Linked DNA regions of Ovis aries: regions 1 and 3 are each linked to region 2. Evidence: chromatin contacts called from public Hi-C data. All regions are on one chromosome and are shown on one strand. Each heading gives the region's core, a stretch centred on a gene start, on an enhancer-like site or on the middle of the called end of the contact. The rest is flanking DNA. Distances are from core to core; before and after follow the strand shown. Region 1 overlaps AOPEP (aminopeptidase O (putative)). Region 2 overlaps AOPEP (aminopeptidase O (putative)). Region 3 overlaps AOPEP (aminopeptidase O (putative)).

What was found. A called contact is a pair of places that touch in the nucleus more often than the background predicts.
Region 1: a contact with region 2 is called in a Hi-C map of hypothalamus, with 3 times the contacts expected there. The contact joins two enhancer-like sites. A contact is called at or near these places in 5 of 16 Hi-C or Micro-C datasets (hypothalamus, muscle, skin fibroblasts and 1 more).
Region 3: a contact with region 2 is called in a Hi-C map of hypothalamus, with 3 times the contacts expected there. The contact joins two enhancer-like sites. A contact is called at or near these places in 5 of 16 Hi-C or Micro-C datasets (hypothalamus, muscle, omental adipose tissue and 2 more).

Annotation. Positions count from the first base shown.
Region 1 is chr2:31,433,676-31,436,632 of ARS-UI_Ramb_v3.0, forward strand. All of the region lies in intron 5 of AOPEP (aminopeptidase O (putative)), which reads right to left. Among named protein-coding and RNA genes, the nearest start is that of MIR23B, 160 kb to the left of the region's middle. Within about 2 kb of position 1,631, at least 34 of the 54 cell types and tissues checked have an H3K27ac peak or open chromatin away from gene starts, as enhancers often do. A contact at or near this core is called in hypothalamus, where this site is marked.
Region 2 is chr2:31,584,225-31,587,264 of ARS-UI_Ramb_v3.0, forward strand. The region is part of intron 3 of AOPEP (aminopeptidase O (putative)); the gene reads right to left. Among named protein-coding and RNA genes, the nearest start is that of AOPEP, 100 kb to the right of the region's middle. Within about 2 kb of position 1,752, at least 23 of the 54 cell types and tissues checked have an H3K27ac peak or open chromatin away from gene starts, as enhancers often do. A contact at or near this core is called in hypothalamus, where this site is marked.
Region 3 is chr2:31,347,993-31,350,907 of ARS-UI_Ramb_v3.0, forward strand. AOPEP (aminopeptidase O (putative)) reads right to left here. Exons shown (of 15, transcript XM_042243057.2): 12 at 2,736-2,798; 13 at 2,249-2,323. Among named protein-coding and RNA genes, the nearest start is that of MIR23B, 73 kb to the left of the region's middle. Within about 2 kb of position 1,364, at least 29 of the 54 cell types and tissues checked have an H3K27ac peak or open chromatin away from gene starts, as enhancers often do. A contact at or near this core is called in hypothalamus, where this site is marked.

The DNA.
Region 1 (2,957 bases), core at 381-2,880, 150 kb before region 2:
CGACCGATAGGCTCGCAGCTTAGATGCTTTTAGAAATAAATAAAGTGGCAGTTTGCGTTCCTGGCAGCGGCTCAGGCTGCCGTTTCTGCCAAGCAGTTGTCTCCGTCATCAAAAGGCTATTACCTGTAATAAGTAACCTGCACTGAGGTTTACACTGAAGAAATTACAAGGCGATGGAAGCATTTACCCTGAAATCTGGACTGTAAAAGAAGAGCAGGTGTGGGAACGTGAAGCCCATGTTGTCAAGACACTGATCAAAGAAGACCCTTCAGCCAAAAATCCGAGTAGCTTACAGACAAAGTGAGAAGTCACGCAGAAGGACAGGAAAAGCCGAGAAGAATGGAACCAAACATTTTCTATTTCAGGCCAGGGCTGGTTACAGAGGTAACAAACTCACAGGTGCCATGGATGGGTGAGGTTTCAAGAGACTGTGATAAAGGCTGAATCTCTGTAAGGCTGAGGTTTTCAAAGGTATCTTTTCCTATCTACAGATGCTTATAATTCACATGACACAATGATAGGCAGAGAGAAGGAAGTTAACTCACTCAGGTGTGCAAATGGCCCCGGGGCTGGCACCAGCCAGGGAGATTTATTAATATCTAATCTCATTTCCCATACTTTGCTTTAAAACTCCAAACACCATGATTAGAGCTGCATTGATGAAATGGCAGGAAGGGAGGCTGACAAGAGAAGAGGTAAAGGGAGTACCTCCTGTGCTTCGGTATTTCTCATTTATCCAGGACTTGTTTACAGTCTTATGAATGAAGAATTTGCTTTGAAAAAAAAAAAAAAAAACAACACCTCTCCTCCATCAATTGAACACAAGCAGTTGTGAAACCTTCCAAATTAAGAAACTGTACACACTGGTTCCTTCGTTTAAAAGCCACGCATTTGCCATCATGTGGGCTCTGCACAAGCCAGAACTGCTTGCAGATTTGTCCTCCGCCCCCACGGCCACCAGTAGAGAAAACCCCACCTGTATTTCCCTTGCACAACATCACCCATTCAGCTCAGGGAGCTCAACTGAAATCGCGGCAGTCATGTGTGCCAAAACAGACAGCTTTCATGTGAAATAATAACAGGGCAGGCACGCAAATGAGAAAGCGTCTGCCAGGATCTCAGCAGAGTCCACCAGAAACTCTGGGAAATAAAAGTGTAGCTGGGACCTTTAGGATATAAGGGTGCAATGCAGCAGGCGCCAACAGTATTTCAGAGCACTAACTCAGAGGGAGAAAAAGGAAGGCAGGAAGCAACGCAGGAAGGAAAAGAGGGAAGGGTGAGAGAAGGGAGGAGGGTGGGAGGGAACCAAGAGGCACAGGAGCTAAACTTCCTCTTCCTGAGAAAGTCGCCCATGGAGAAGACAAACTGCGAAACCTGGCATTTTCAAGTAAATGACCCCTTGCTCTGGCATGTGCAGCGCTACAAAGAAAAGCCACAGAAATGTACCAAGTAAATAACATTCCAGACATACTGCTGGCAGCACTTCACCCTTTTGGCTAAAACAAAACAGAAGTAACTTCAGGCTTTGTAAACAGGCTCAAAGACAAGCCTGCGTTGGAAAGGTCTGCTGGCCAGAGATCCAGACGGTGCACGCAGAGTTACAGACGTGGTGTGGCTGAGCTGACCCCTCGGCCCAGGAGCGGTACACACGCTGATGACTGTGAAATTGCAGACTGTTCATGAGGAAAAGCCTGCGCCGTCCACGGCGACCTGCTGGCTGCTTTGTCCCAGTGTGGAAGTTGATCCAGGCCCTTTTATGCAAATATCAAAGTCTGAGAGGGCTGAAGGAATGCACAAAGCAGCTGTGTGGGGGTGGCATTTCATTTTCCTGTCCTGTAATTTTTCCCCTTCAACAGTCTTCGTTGTCTCCACCAGACCCGGTATTTTGGAGATACCACCCTGGCCTTGGTTGGGCTTAGGACAGATCCAGACATTGCTGGACTGGTGCCTAAATTCCCATTCCCTGTCCTCAATACTCTCTTCCTAGCCAGAGAGAAATGTGTTTCCTACTGTCTTCTGAGAAAACCGAAGTTTAAACTTCCTTCTAGATTGGAAGGATGCGCATTTCGCTTGATACAAGTGACCCTATTATCAGTGAAAAACATGACCTTCTCCCTGAAAAGCAATTTTCCAGTTTGAGAACCAGATCCCAAATTCTCCTGCAGCGGAGTTTTCTGTCTAAGGTTGGGTTTTACCTATGGATCATACCTCCCTATAAAGAAAATGGCTTTTTTCTTAAACTAAATTAAAACGCAGAGTGAGGTTTTGATAATCTTTCTCAAGGGTTGTTAACAAAATCCTGACATAAAAGGACCAATACAATTTTTTTTCAAGTTAAGGAGAATTTACTCCTCTCCTTTTGAACTTAAATGTCAGGATTTTTCATGGTAACTAGAATTTTTAAACTGCTTTTTTTCAACAATGAATGAAGAACAGTATAATGCTCAAACTCACTTCAAGGAGTAATATTAAATATTCCTCTACCAACAGATAATCTCTTTCACACCCTCCTTCAAAACAGAATGAATGTTTAGAATTTTCTACTCAAACCTTTCACTTGATTTATAAGTTTCACCCCTGGGCTCCTCACATTTTCCCAAGTTGTCAGAATTGTATTCTTGGTCCTAGTCAGTCAGCCGGGCATCAGTCTTCACTCTGACAAGCTCCATTTGAAAACGGGTTTTCTTTTTTTCTTTTTTCCCTTGAAAGGGCCTGTGTCAACTGCCTCTACAAATGCCAAATTGTTGATTCATCATCATTACAGAGGATGGAAGATAATCACTTCAGTGACATCTTCATCCTAAAAATGGTTCTTTTAAAACTTTTTTTCAAAATCACAGAGTTGATCATTTTTCCCAAATAAGAAATGGGTGGGAAAGGAATATTTTCAACTCTCAAAAAGCACAATCCCCTCTTATTTGTATTCTCCGTCATAAATTCTCACTGCAAGTGATCTT
Region 2 (3,040 bases), core at 502-3,001:
AACTGGAAATTACCTCAATTATTTCCTTCATATACTAGTCTAAAAAACTGTCCTATGAATGGTTTTGAAGATTCTTTTAGGGTAAGAAAAGTAGGGAGGAAAAAAGGAAGAACATGCTGGAATATTTCGTTCACAGGAGGAGAGAGAACTTTTTTACGCTAAACCTGTGAAATACTTTGCTAATTATTTGAAGAAACTGTCCTTACAAAAAGAAAAAAAATTCAGGAAAAAAAAATCAAGATACTGTAGTTATTTCTACACATCAATCATGCCTACTAATAGTAAATAAAATACAAAATCTATAGAACATCAGTGTACTATTCTTAGGAGTCCTGGATATACTCACTCAACAAACACTAAAGCCACAGCCACACCACACACAAACACTCTGCTTCCACAGAGGCAAAGGCTGAGGATTAATGTTTGCAGAGTTATGCATTCACCAAATTACTTGTTCTTAAAGAGCTATCGTTTCACTGAAAATTAAAACAGGCACTTAAATTCTCCCTATTAAAAGCTTTTCCTTTATGTTTTAAACTTTTCCACTTTAAGTTAGACAAACAGCATGAAGCATTTGGAAACATCAAATTGATACATGCTTTTATGTACACGCCATATTTCTTTACTCAATTCTTCTGTAGCGCCTGCTTCTTTCCTACCTCCAGCCTGTTTCTTTACCCACTATTCTTAATTTCAGAACTTCCTGCTGGAACGGCTCTATGTGTCACTCCTTTGTACTACAAATTTAAAACGCTTGATGGTATGTATAGGAACACATAATATACGAGTGTGAACTTACAAGTATACATAGATACACTATGTTTAAAGTTTCTATTACATATTTTTATATATTTACTATAATAAATACAATGGATACCTAACAGAGTAGGTAAAGCTCCCAGTTTTGGTTGCGCTTCCTCTTTTGGCTTCTTTCTCTGGAGGCTTTCGGCAAACCCCAGCTTTTTTTCCTTTCACTACTTTTGAGATGCTGAGTCTACACGTTCTGGTTTTATGAGCTAGTGCCACCATCCTGAATATCCATGGCGTGACTGTCTTTCGTTAGTTCTTTTCCGCTCTTGCTCAAGGGCGGGAACTGGCACCAGAACAAAGGAGACAGTAAGACGCCCTGGGCTGGTATGCAACCAGCACTGCCTGACCAAGGCCACACGCCAGATCATGCCACCCGCTTCTCAGGCACTGATGCCACCCGGCAAGGCTTCAGGTTTCCTTTCCTGGCAACATGGTACCGCCTATGGCACAGGAGATCCAGGAGAGAATGACCTTCAAGATCATTCCCGTGAACCAGGTAGAAGAGCGCCACCTACTGAACCCAGAACGGAATAAGTTTCCCCAGGCTTGTTATGCCAGGTCTCACCCGCACGCTGACCTGTGTGGATAACCTAGTTCTCCTTAAACTTAAATACAAGGTGGATGGGCACACTGGTCACCAAATCATTCTGTGCCAGAGGGTCACGAGTGTGCTTTAGTACTTACATGAGAAAATTCATGAATGGCAAGCCTAAGACAAAAATTCACAGCAACAAGACACAGGCCTGCTGGAATCATGATGATCCAAAAGAAATCACGATGACTTCCCTGTCTGTCAAATACAGTAAGTGCAATACTAGGAGGGCAAGCAAGAACTAGTCAAAAAGCAAGTCATGAACAAAAGAATGAGCTGACGTTTAGGAAGTGCAGGGCGTTATGTGGGACCTCATGGGGGATGTGACCGCAGAACACAGTCCTCAGTCAGCAGCAGCTTTCTAAAGGGGAGAGATGTGTTCACTCTGTACTCCGACCCCTTGAAACACACGGATGCATGCCGGCCCAGAATAAAGTTTCCTCAGTTCGAGAAACAAGGAGCTCTCTCTACTTCGCATTCTCTCTTTGTGAAAACACTTAATCATAACCATTTCTGAATGTCTTTTAGTTCACCATTTCCTCATACGTAATTCTTGGTCTCATACTGTGGGAGCAGTCTAAATAGCAGTATTGCTCATTTTGAGCCATCAAAAGGAAAGAAAAGTTGGTTTTCAATGGCACACGGCGGGGCGGGTCCGGACCCTGAAGTCTTGGCTTTCCCCTGGAATTTCCCACACAAAATCAAGAGAGAACGTCAGGGAGCTGGTCTATCGGGCACGCCAGAGAGCAGCATTTTGCCCAGGATGAAGTAATGTCTACAGTCTCCTACTTTTGCACACAAAAATGAAATCAGATCTTAAGCGAGGGTACATATAGTTTTTTTTAAAACATCTTTCACTTGTTCATATGCTTTTTCTCCTACAATTGGAAGAAGTTTCAGTTAGTCAGTCTTATTCATTTATTTGTGGCTTCCCATGAAAAATATAACTGGAGTGGTTTTTTTTTTTTTAATTTCCTAGGAAGCAGACCCTGCAAAAATAAAACAAAATTAAATTAACAACAACAAAATTACCAAGCAGGAGGAAATTAGAATGTACTACACCATTTTTTTTTTTCCTTTTAAATACTGAACCTGGGGAAAAGGTATAAACTTCAATCAGAGGCAAAACTAAAGGAATGACCCTGAAATCATTTTTGTTACTATCAATAGTGATTTTGAATACTTCTTCCATGAACCTGTCTGATTACAGAGAACACATTTATTCAACAAATAGGTACTGAGTACCTGTTATATACAAAACACTGTACTGGGCATTGGGGGTCTCTGAGCTTAATTGTTTAGCTACATTTTGGCAGGGAATGCAGGCTGACAATAATACACAGGTAAACATTTCTGTCTGCCCAAATGACATTATGCTGAGCAAGTTATATAATAAAGGAGCCAAACGAGTCAAACTAAATCTATGGTTTTGACTTAGCCTTGTTGAGAAAAAGGATAGTGACTTCTCAGCTACTAAAATTCTTATGACAGTCATCACACTACCATCTAAACCATTAGCCTTCTTCTTTAAAATAGCCAGGAGGAATGATTTCCACCACGCAGTAAGAATGCAGAGGTCCCTCATCTGATTTCCGTCCCCTGCCCAGCGTTGTTATCAGTTCGGGCGCTGTTATCGGC
Region 3 (2,915 bases), core at 114-2,613, 240 kb before region 2:
GAAAAAAGAAAAATTGACGAATATGCTTCTACCTGTGGCACGGTGAACATTTAAAAAAAACGTAGCTCATCTCCATGTTAAATTAACAACCTAGATTCCAATGAATAACAGGTTCAAATCCCAGCAAAAGGTTAACATAAGACCTAGGTTTGAATATTCAATACCACAGAATTTGATCCATATTTTGGAATAGACACTCAGGCAATCAGAGGACACACCTCGGCTACCAGCTGCTGTACAGCTTCTGTGTCTTTCAGAACTTGTTCTAACGCCCTTGGTGGCTAATCGCACCCCCTTTCTCCCTGTCCTTGAAAATATCACATGCTTTGCCTCAGTGAGCTCCAAACTCTAAGACAGAGCAGAAGCAAAACAGTGGGCAAAGGGCTGAGCTGCTGTGCAGAACCAGAAGGAAAAACTGGAGACATTGATAATTAATACTCTCTTGGACAATTCTTAAACCATCCCCCTTCTTGCCCCCCTCCCCCCACCTCCACCCTCAAAGCTAGTCAGCTTTAAGCTTCATTCCCTGAAAGGAAGCTCGGCATGACAGTCTCAACCCACTTCATTTTCATGTCCTCCTCAAAACTACTGCCCACAATTTCTAAGAAAAGTCAAAAGCACGTTATCCCCATAAGATCCAACACAATAGCCTCTCTCAAGGAGAAATGCTCAGTGAAGAACTCCAGTGTTCTTGGAAGGCAAACTCCTCAGTCCCTAGCCTCATTCTCAGAGGGCGGTGGTCAGGTCACAGATGGGTAACACAGTGGGTGTCACATATATGGTTACTTCAAATTCAGATTCTGGTAGTGATTACCTGGTAATCCACAAAGGGTTACCCCTTCTTTTATGCATGAAACACTGTGTGCTTGGATAATCTTACTTTGGGTTTACAAAAATAATAGCTAAAAAATATTTTTTTAACCACTAAATGAGCCAATTTGTAATTCTTTTTCCTTCTTTGGACATTTTATGATCTCATTCATCCATCACCTCACAAACATTTTTAAAAACACCTAGACCATGAAAAGTTAAACCAACACAACCTACCATAGCATGCTAAGGTACAGCCAGAAAACTCAAGCCAGTTCAAAATGACCACTTTTTCTATTACTGTTTAACTGAAGTGACATGTACGACTCTTTGTTTAAAAAGGGAAGGGCTTTTCACACACTGAATGTCTCCTTACAAATGACCAAACTCCTAGGCCAGTCCTTTTTGTAATTCTCTCAGAAGCTGCCCTCGGTATCCTTAAATGCACTCTGAAACTTTGGTATCACCTCCATTATGATGTGCTTTGTGCACATTCTCGGACGCTGCAATGCCCATACTAAGGCAACACATCACAGAAGTTGGCAGCAATGCTATCAGCAAGAATTTGGCTTCAGAGTCAGAAATGATTCATCATACATTCTAAGCAGCAGAAAAACAACACACTGCTATTTTAATCCCTTGGTGCTTTCAAGAATCAAAAAACAGTAAAATTATTAAAGCCAAAGCAACAAAAATCCTACCTGCTGCAATGTTTGTAAAAACATTCATTTTTAAGAGTTTTCAACAAAAGCACTCAGGAAATAACAAACTACTTACCTTATTTCACAATATTTACTACAATGACAAATCAAGTTTTAACTTAATACAATTTCAGGAGAAAACAGGTAGTCCAAACTTCTGCAAAGTAGCATACTGAAATTCTAAATATAGAAAGACAAATTTCTCATCTGCTTTAAGTAAACAAAATCCCTCCACTGTTTCAAAAGTAATACACTACTTTCATCTCTCTCCATTTTTGAGAGTACTCTGTAGTCTAAATTAATGAGTGTGAGTGGTCTCTCTCAGGATCAAACTGAGAAACCTTATACTGTGGGTCATTTATTCAGAACACTCCCTGGTTTTTAGAGATATTATATCATAATAATACCACATACCATAATAAACGTTACTGGTCTAATGTAATAATATAATGGAACTGGCTTTTTGTCCTGATGCTCTATTTAAAGAGCATGAAAGAAATCTGCATCCTGGGTCGTTTTCACTTCCTGAGAACAAAGTACGTTGATAATCAATAGGATTATCAATCAGTATTTCTATAGAACTATACCTAGGTAAATCTAAGGTTTACTGCAAATTTAATTAAAACGTAAAAAAAAAAAATGCTACCCTATTGTTGTGACCAAGTATTGGGGGGAGGGGGGCAGATGGGGAGACTGATCAAGAACTCCATCCAGTGCTCTCTTTCGGGGACCCCTACCTTCTCAAACACTTCTTCTCTGTCCTTTCGTTTCCGTTTTCGGGGTCTCCGGTTCACTCGGACCCATTTCGCGACCTGAAGTTCAAAAACCACAGGGCATTTTAAACATAGGACAACAGGTCCCCAGGGCCGCCCCTCAGCGTGAGAAAAGAAACGATCGACGGCCTCACGACGCAGCCTTCCTCGGCTTCACCTGGGGGAGCCACCGGCACCTTTAGGGCATCCAGAGGCCGCCTCAACGCTGCGGGCCCTCGGGTCTGCGGCGAGCCGAGGCCGTGACCTTCGCTCCGGCCGCTCCCTCCGTCAGTAGCCCGCTTGGCCGCCCCCGCACCGGTGTGCGCAAGAGCCCCCGGACGAGGGCCATCTTACCCACCGTTGTCGCGCGCCGCCGCCGCCGATCCCGGGCTCCGTGCCAGGGATGCAACGCGGGACCCACGGCCCGGGGAGGCAGGGAGGGGAGCGCGTGGACCGCGTCGCCCGCACTCACCTCGGCGCTCACTTGCTGCGCGAGCCCGCACTCCGCCAGGGCCTGGCGCTCCCTCTGCAGCGGCTGCGGGGGAAGGGGACAGAGTCAAGTTTATCCCGGGAGCCGCCCCAGCCTCCCTCCCCCGCGCCCCACCAACTCGGCGCGCTGACCCCCTACCTCGCCCGCAGTAGGTGAAGGTGA